2 separate regions of the Rattus norvegicus genome follow, and region 2 is linked to region 1. A link is a contact called in public Hi-C data. All regions are on one chromosome and are shown on one strand. Each heading gives the region's core, a stretch centred on a gene start, on an enhancer-like site or on the middle of the called end of the contact. The rest is flanking DNA. Distances are from core to core; before and after follow the strand shown. Region 1 has its middle 43 kb from the start of Lyrm1. Region 2 overlaps Dnah3 (dynein, axonemal, heavy chain 3).

Evidence for each region. Hi-C and Micro-C count contacts between places; a contact is called where the count stands out from the background.
Region 2: a contact with region 1 is called in a Hi-C map of the Rat2 cell line, with 3 times the contacts expected there. The contact joins two enhancer-like sites. A contact is called at or near these places in 4 of 12 Hi-C or Micro-C datasets (the Rat2 cell line, hepatocytes and liver).

What each region holds. Positions count from the first base shown.
Region 1 is chr1:183,670,943-183,675,538 of GRCr8, reverse strand. It overlaps a transcript of Rexo5 not described here and a transcript of Dcun1d3 not described here. Among named protein-coding and RNA genes, the nearest start is that of Lyrm1, 43 kb to the left of the region's middle. Within about 2 kb of position 3,223, at least 13 of the 93 cell types and tissues checked have an H3K27ac peak or open chromatin away from gene starts, as enhancers often do.
Region 2 is chr1:183,789,908-183,794,515 of GRCr8, reverse strand. It overlaps Dnah3 (dynein, axonemal, heavy chain 3), which reads left to right. Exons shown (of 61, transcript NM_001427640.1): 42 at 318-612; 43 at 2,262-2,441. Among named protein-coding and RNA genes, the nearest start is that of Dcun1d3, 75 kb to the right of the region's middle. Within about 2 kb of position 3,120, at least 6 of the 93 cell types and tissues checked have an H3K27ac peak or open chromatin away from gene starts, as enhancers often do.

The DNA of each region.
Region 1 (4,596 bases), core at 1,974-4,473:
AATTATGTAATTAGACTATACATTGGTGGGAAGTTGCTAAGATAAAGACTTGCTCAAAAGACTAACAGCAAAAGATGTGTGTATTGAAATGTATAGTTTGCTGTAGTTCAAGTGGAGTCTTCAGTGCAGCAGGTAGACCTAGTTATACAGTTATGTATGGAATGGAAAGCAAACTACTGTTAAACGGTTTTTGTCTCTCCCCTGCCACCTTCTTTAGATTTCTTAATCTCCTGTGTGTGTCAGGATGGCTAGTGATGACCTGAACATCTATAACTGACAAAGGTCTACTTGGGGGACTAAAGCAGTATTTAGCTTAAATATGTGAAAGAACAAAATTATCAAAAGATGTTGATTAGGATTATTTAAGGTCATGTGACATTGATCTTTTCTTCTACGTCATGGTTCTTGCCACACTCCTATTCTGAGTTTATTTTTTTGGTAAGCTGTAGTTGTAGCCCATAACAGTTTGACCTGGCCTAGGACTACATGCTGGGGATGCTCATCAGGACCTCCCCCCCCCCCCTTTTTTTTTTTTCAAAGAAGGATGCTTGAGCATTGGGCACAGATGCTGAGGTGGTTTGACTAGCTGAAGTTCTGATTCGGGTGTTGGGGCATCATATTCTGTTTCTCTTGGGAACCCAGCCTGCTCTCATAGATACCTACTTCTATCACATACCCTGAGCATTGCCAAAAGAAGCCATTCAGCAGCTGCTGTTTTTCTCTCAGCACAAATATATTTGCTACAGAAGAACTATCTTTTCTCTAATACTAATTCCCCGTCCAGTCCTCAGAATCTGATTAACTGTTCTTCCCTGCTGCACTGAATATGTTCGAGATTTTAAAGAGGGAATTTGAAGCAATAGGCAAACAGGGCTTGGTTGAATTGGTCTTGCATATATCCTGTCTTAAGCCAATGAGGTGATGAGTCCACTGCTCATGTGACCCTGCACCTTTGTGGATCCTTCTTGGTTTGTGACCAGTGTACGTTTCTTGAGGTTGTACAAACTTGACAAAAGTTAATACTTTTGTATTCTCTGCACTGTTGCACTCTTCAAATAGCCCCCTGAATATTACCTTGATATACACATTTTTGTCTTTGATGTCTACAGTATTTTTCTTTTTTTTTTAAATTTGAAGGTTATCTGCTGTTGGATTCAATAAATTTGTTTACCTAACTATTGATATTTCTGCAGAAAACAAAAAACAGTGAATTTATTCTGAAGTAGTTTATCAACCCATTGGGAACCTTTACCATTGTGATGCTATGCTATATAACAACTTGGGAAAATGACCCTTGTAAGATAGGAGTCTTGCTCCAAACACATGATGACCTCCATGCACATGAATGTTTGCTTATATGCCCATTACTGGAATCATCTTAATTACCTTAAGTAATGCAGTTCCCATGAGAAATGAGATGACAGTTTTGATCTCTTTGTTAAATGTATGGATGGTCCCTAGGTCTAATCAGGCTTGCAATGACTATTTTTTTTTTTTTTTACTCATCTGCAAAATAAAGGCATCTCCATTGGTATTAGGATTTAAGAAAAAGCCTGTGAAACACCCATGATACCTCATAGTGCTGAACTATAAGCCTCCTTAAAGTTCATCAAAAAGATGTTAAGTACATTGTGTGATAGTTGGGGGCACAGTTGTGTGTGGGATGATATTTGATCTTTCATCACTTAGTGGAGTGGGGATTAGATAAGCCTTTTCAGTTGGGAAAGGGTTCTAAGCTTGACTATACTCCCTAGAAAACTTGTAGTTTATCCTTGTTCCATAATCCTCTCACTGACTTCTGGGCTTGTTTCTTCTGTGCTTTGTCCCTTAAGCACAGATAGGGCCTTGCAGATTGGAGAATAGTAGAGTGGAAAGGAAGACAGCCAACTGGACATTAACAGAGTGGTAAATGGGTTACAAGATGATGAAATCCTACTTTCAACTAAAATATTGGCAAATAACTTTTATACAGTTACCAGAGAAGCTTAATTGCATATGGAATGGACTTCTACCAAGAAAGTATGCTAAAATGTAGTCCATGGGTATAGAGAAGAGTCACTTCAATTCTGGTGTCTTCTATAGACTCCTCAAAGCAGATGGCTAAGTTGGCTCTGGAATTTATCCCTCTAGGCCTGGGTTTTGACCCAAATTATAAAAGAAATAATGGAGATAATTGGATATATTTATCTATATATGAGAGGAAGCTGCTATATGTCAAGGTAGTGTCAGGAAGAATAAAGGTCAAATCATTAAAAATATGACTGGCCAGTGTGCACTTACATTGATCCCTGAATCAACCAGGACTTTAAATTACAAGGTTTTCATGCCTTAAGAAGCAAACATGAAGCACATTTTTGTTTTTCAAGACAGGGTTTCTCCGTGTAGCCCTGGCTATCCTGGAACTCACTCTGTATGTAGACTTAAGCTGGCCTCAAACTCAGATCTGACTGCCTCTGCCTTTGAATGCCAGAATTAAAAGCATGTGCTGCCACCACCCCCCAGCCTAGAAGCACTGACAAAAGGGGCACCATATTTGTTCCATAAGAAGCTCTTAAAGTCAATATGGAAAAGCAGTTGCTTCACAACAGAATGGGCAACAGATATATACCATCCATTGAAGAAAATATGGCCAAGAAGCTTCTGAAAAGTTGGGTGGCAATCTAAATGGTACTCCAGAACACAGTAGTTGAACATATGAAAATTGTTCTTTAATGCATGACAGTGGCAAAGATTTAAGACAATGCTGGCAAACAAACATCTTTCTATAATTAAAAAGAACCATTAATATGCATTAATACAGTATCTTCTTTTAGAAACTGCAAGGACAATATCTGTAGCTTCAGCATCAACAAAATAGTGTTTTAGACTATTTTTAACAGTTATACCATGCAGTTATTTGAAAAATCTGAATAATGACAGAAAAACCTAAGCTTGTAAAATATTGGCAGTCATTGATTCTGGGTAGTTAGATGTGTCTTTTTATTTTCCAAACTTAATACTGACTTTGCTATTTATTTTATAAGAAGTCCTTTTCAGAGGGTCAAGGCAATAAAAACAAATGTAGCTTAGTATTCTGAACAATCCCAGTATAGGGACAGGAATTCGAAACCCAAACTGAGTTCTGTAAAATCCTCTTGAGCTGCCTTTTCCCTAAGACTGCTCCTTGGGCAGCTGTCTTGGCAGCTCAGCATTGGCTGCCTAGAAGGGTGTGGGAGGAACAATGTACAAACGCACGTATGAATGGAATGTGTGTTTTGCAAGAGGCCAAGTTGGCAGCTTTGGTTTCCAAAAGGTGGGAGCATCAGCTGGAAGGACACAGTGTGCAGAATTCTCCGAGGCTTGTGGGCCAGGTCCATTTCTTCAGTCTGCAGTTGGGGCCCAGGGGAAACTTCATCTGTTCTGAAGGAGAGAGCCTTGCTGAGTCTTGGCAGTTAGAGGAGGTTCAGAGTGCCTTAATGGCTTCTTGGAAGAGTTTTCAAAATCCCCTAATGTTTGCCACTTACTGTGCACTTATACTGGACTTTTGCTAATTTAATTTCCTAACAACCATGAAGTAGGTTCTGGTCTCCCATTTTAAGCAGGGTCTCATAGGAAAATAGTTCCCATTTTACTGCTATTCTTGACATGTTCCACAAATGGAACTTTGAGGTCTCATACTTATTAAAAGTAGATATTTCCTCATCTTATACAGCTATGGAAATGAACTCAGAATGGCCCAAACAGCACCAGAGCTAACCCAGGCCTGCTGTGTCCAGGAGGGGCACTGTCTTACAGGACAGGAGCCTCAAGGAATAGATAACAATTACACCTCAGCTGGAAAAGAAACTCAAGTTAGCACAAGACAAGTTTCATCCTGTGGAGGGACTCCAGGAAACTGTCAATTTCACATCAAACATTAGTGCTTGGTTCCACTTAACGGTCCAACTTACAGAGGCTATATTTAAGGATTAAACACTGCTTAAGTGTCCAACTTTAAAGTTTCAGAACTATTTTTTTTCTTTCCTAACTATAAGTAACAATGCTGAACTTTAAAAAACAAAACTAGGGCCTCACTATGTAGCTTTGGTGGCCTGGCTTTCAGACTCCGATTCCCTTGCCTCTGCCTCCAGAGTGCATGCACCACCAAGCCTGCATGGGTTCTTTTGCTTGTTTTTAGCTCTCAAAACAAAGCTTTACATCAAAGCTTTTTGTAAACATGATTTACCAATCATACTAATCAGAGAGAATACTGTTAACATCCTGGCACATAGCATTCTAGGCTGGGTTCCAATCATGCATAGTTTTGTATATTTCCCCTACACATCAGGAATCAAACCTATAGAACAATTCTATATACTCATACACATGCACAACTATGAACAACTTCATTTATCTCCAGGGTAAATTCTGAGAGCCCAGTGAGGTGGCAAATGCTTTTGATCCCTTAAGTTGAGATGGGGATCTCTTGAGCTGAGGCTAGCATAGTCTACAGTGTTCCAGGACAACCAGGTCAGCTACATAAAGTGAGACCCTGTCTCAAAAAGCCAAGTAATAATCTTATGAGATACTAGCATCTCTGTGAACCAAGTATTCAACTTAAGTTGAGCAACTTCTTTA
Region 2 (4,608 bases), core at 1,871-4,370, 120 kb before region 1:
AGCTGGACTCCAAAATCCCTGCCTTTCCACTTCTTATTGAAGAAGACCTGCTATACCTCTCCTTCCTCATCTATAAAACAGGGACAAATCACTTACCTTTATGTGGTTGGTCCCGTTTGATCTCTGATAACTTTGTATTAAATGCCATGATTGTCCCCATTTCAGAATTGAAACTGAGGTCCCTTGAAAAGTTGAGCATTTGCTCAAAGTCATAAAGATAGCAAAGAATGGGGTACAGTCAAGCCCAGATCCTTTGAATCCCAAGATTCACTCCTTCTGATCCAAGACCAAGACTCTCCTGTATCTTTGTGAGGCAGGTATCAGACCTCATCATTCCCACGATGGAGACTGCCCGGCAGACCTTCTTCTTAAAAACCTACCTGGACCACGAGATTCCCATACTGTTCGTGGGTCCCACAGGAACTGGCAAATCAGCCATCACCAACAACTTCCTTCTCCACCTTCCCAAAAATGTCTACCAGCCCAACTTCATCAATTTCTCTGCCAGAACTTCAGCCAACCAGACCCAGGATATCATCATGTCTAAGCTGGATCGTCGAAGGAAAGGCCTTTTTGGGCCTCCCATTGGGAAGAAAGCAGTGGTGTTTGTAGGTAAGGCATGGGCTTGGGTCTGGGTAGACCAAGTTCTTGTATCCAAACTGCGGTAAGCCAAAGCTTCTGTTTCTCTCTGTGGGTGACTTAGCAGTTCTACCACCGATATATCTTTTGCTTCTTCTCACCTCCATCTTCCTCCCTCCCTTGTTACTTACTTCCTTACTGTCCCTCCTCTCTGCTCTGCTTTCTCTCTTTCTTCTTTGTAGTGAACAGTATGCCCAGGAGACTGTGGTGGTGGCAGCTAAACTCTGACACTTCCAGAAGTAATGTTTGTGTCCATTTGCATCAGATAAGTGAGCTTTCACTAGGAGATATCAGATAAGTGGGTCATCACCAAGCGAAGGAACCCAATAGCTGCTAAGAAAATGCTGGTGAAATAAGAGCATAGACGTTCAACATTCACTTTTGTACAAAGCACTTCCTCTTTTTTTTTTCCCTTTGGGCCTCATACCCACATGAGATTCATCATCATCATATGGATGTCTTAGGCTGGCTGCTGACCCAGGAGGTACTCCCAACGCTCCCACTGTCTCAGATCATCTTGTGCCCTGTATTTTAAGCTCATGTATTAATAATATAAATTTCATGGTTATATTTATATCCTTACACATGTTCATCATCTCTTGAAAGGCAGGAATCTTATCCATTTTATCTTTCCTTTATTTTCTACCCTTTCTATTTTCCCTTCATCCAGGTCTCCCACAATTTTTATGATATACCCAAAGCCAGTTGAAACCTTGCACTAAACCAAACTGGGTTCTATATCAATTTTCAACCCTAGGTATAGTTTGAGTCAGCCTCCCTGATCTCAGGGTTGGTCCCTTAATCTCGAACATATTTACATTAAATCAGTTAATTTGTCTAAAGTTCCTGAAATGTTAACTGACACAAACTGATCAGTCTATTAATATTTGTTGGAAAATAAAACAAAGAGCCCCTTCACCGAATTCAGTGTCTCCTATGTGCCCAACTGTGCAATGGGTTGCAGGCAGAAAATGTTCTTGTAATTAAAAGAACCTGTAACCCCCTCTTGACATTTTGAGTCTGCTCATGAAAGACCCAAGTTCAAAGCCTTGCTCCCACCAGAGTTCAGCTATTACAAATTGATTTAAGGCTCCTCAGAAGGAGGGGTTCTTACTCAGTAGTACAGCATTTGCTTACCATGTAGGGAGGCTCTGGGTTCAATCCCCATCACCACTGAAAATATGTTGGCTGGCAGGCACCATGTCTATAGTGTTTGAGATAAGCATGGGCAATACAGTAAGACTCTCTCTCAAGACTGAAAGCTCAACAAACCAAAAAACTTTTGGCAGGCACCTCACCGTTGTATGCTTAGCAATGTCTGTGGTATTGTAGACAGTGAATGTGACTAAGAAAAATGGGGGAAAGTTAAATGCTTGCTTGTTGATGTCACCCCATGTATAGTATAGCCATGATGGACAGAGATTTCAAGAAGATAGCAAACTCTAAACCCAAGGAAACCCTTTCCCATCTGGTCAGGATGTCTACTGACTGGGTCTTGAATAGGAGCGGGGTCACCGGAAACAGATTTTCTCATGGAGGTTACAGTCATTGATGACCCTTGTAAAACCAAAGGATCCCATAGACTCACTCACAGTGTGTGTGACTGTGGCTTCTTTCTACAGATGACCTTAACATGCCAGCCAAAGAGGTGTATGGAGCCCAGCCCCCCATTGAGCTGCTGCGACAATGGATTGACCACGGCTACTGGTTTGACAAGAAAGACACAAACAGGCTGGACATTGTGGATGTTCTGCTTGTGACTGCCATGGGTCCCCCTGGTGGAGGAAGGAATGACATCACTGGTATGTCTAGGAAGAGGGTTTATTTCTCTCTATTTCCCTGCAGAGCTGGGGATCATGGATGAATTGGTTTGGTTCAACAGGAGAGATTGTAGATTATGTGCCTTCGTGAGAGCTGGAAGGTTTGAGTTAGCTTTAGACTTGATGTTGGAAGTTGTGTGCAGTGTGGTGGGAAGATGGCAAGAGTCTGTAAAGAGTCTTGTCTATTCATCAAAAGGGGGTAACATGTGAAGGGAGGAGCTACAGGGTTGCATTTGCCTCGGGTCTGAGCCCAACAAAGTCTAAGGTACCTCGACTCCATAGGGAGCTTGTTATATTTCTATTTTCAAACAGGAACGTTTCTAGAACCCACAGCAATGGGCAGTTCAAGTTCAGTCACAAATAGGATCTCTGAAAAGTTTCTAGTATAGAATCTAGCACTTGCAATTGCCAGGAATGTGTGTGGTAACGGGATCAAGCACAGCAATGGCTCCAGTGAGAGCATCCACGTTCTACAGATGCTCAGGAAATGCCAAGCTGAGGCAGTTAAGTGGGTTTGTGGGGTCTGCTCTGGAGTGGGTCATCTCAAGAAGTTAAGATGATCTGATGAGTCAATTTCTTAATTTCCATCCAGAAGTCTGGAAAAATGAAAAGAATTTAGGGTTGTCACATGATAAAAAAGCCGAGTCACTCCTGTTAGCTGTGAGAGAGGATGCTGAGTCACCTTCATGGTTGGCAAGAACAATCTTGTTTCTATTGTAATCCATCACTGTCAGGGAATGATTTGAATTTTAATTGTATGTGTATGAGTGTTTTGCTTAGATGTATGTTTATATGTGCACTGTGTGTATTTCTGGTGCCTGTGGAGGCTAGAAGAGAATACCAGATCCCCTGGACCTGAAGTTATAGACAGTTGTAAGTCTCCATCTGGGTGCTAGAGACCAAAACTGAGTCTTCCTCAAGGTAAGTACCCTTAACCACTGAGCCATCTCCTTGTCCCTAATGTTGATTCTTAGTGAAATTGTATTCAGTGGGGAACCAATAACCTAGCTTATAACGGACAGTTATTAGCATTAGATGGAGAAACTGAAGCTCAAGGCAGTACGTTATGGTTATTGGGAGCACAGCAATTGATGGCAGTAGCCTGTTTGCCTAACACAGAGAGAGCATGATTATATGTTAAATACTATTTTTCATCAAATCTGAATGGTGTTCTCAAAATCACATGCCTATCAATGGCTACAGAGCAGCAGTGTAGAAAATATAAGTCTACCTCCACATGTATACATATACACATATATATGTACACATCTCTATGTACAAGTACATACATTATACACACACACACACAGGTAGAAATAGAAAAGGTGCTCAACATTAACCTCTAGTTTACACACAAATAACACACATATACATACTCACACATGAATACATGAATACCAAACACACAGACACACACCTATATACACATATGTAGGCATCCATGCATCCATGCATGAACACACACATGCCAAACAAACATACCCACATATATGAACACATACATAACAAACACATAGAGGCACATACAAAAAAATTAGTCTACTGTTACTTTTTTAACAAGAATATATGTGTGTGCTTTAACATTTTATTGTTTATTCTTATATGTGTGGGTGTTTTGTCTACATGTATGCCTGTGTGACATGTGCAGACAGTGCCTGTTGAGTCCAGAAAAGGGTATTGGATCCCCTGAGACTGGAATTACAGATAGTTGTGAGCCCAATGTGGGTGCTGGGAATAGAATGTAGGTCCCTTGGAAGAAAAGCTAGTGCTCTTAGCCACTGAATGAATACTCAAGCCCCTATATGTGCATATTTATATGTACACTCGCATACATATAATTACATGTGTGTAGGCATACACAGAAACTACATACTTTACATGTGTATTGCTGTAAATATGTGAAAAGCTGAGGAGGAATTTGGGGCAATGGCAGCGCCACAGCACTACAGGTTTTGCTTCTCCCCAAATCCATGTACAAATGCAGACAACCAGAGAACAGAACTCCAAAAACTTACTAAACAATAGTTATAGTGAGTCTAATTTGCAGAGCCCCAATTCTCAAAATGCTAATGATTAGCAACAAACCCCAGACAGCTACAGGACCTGAAAACCGTCTGCACATGCAAATGAAAGCAGGAAGAAGTGAAGG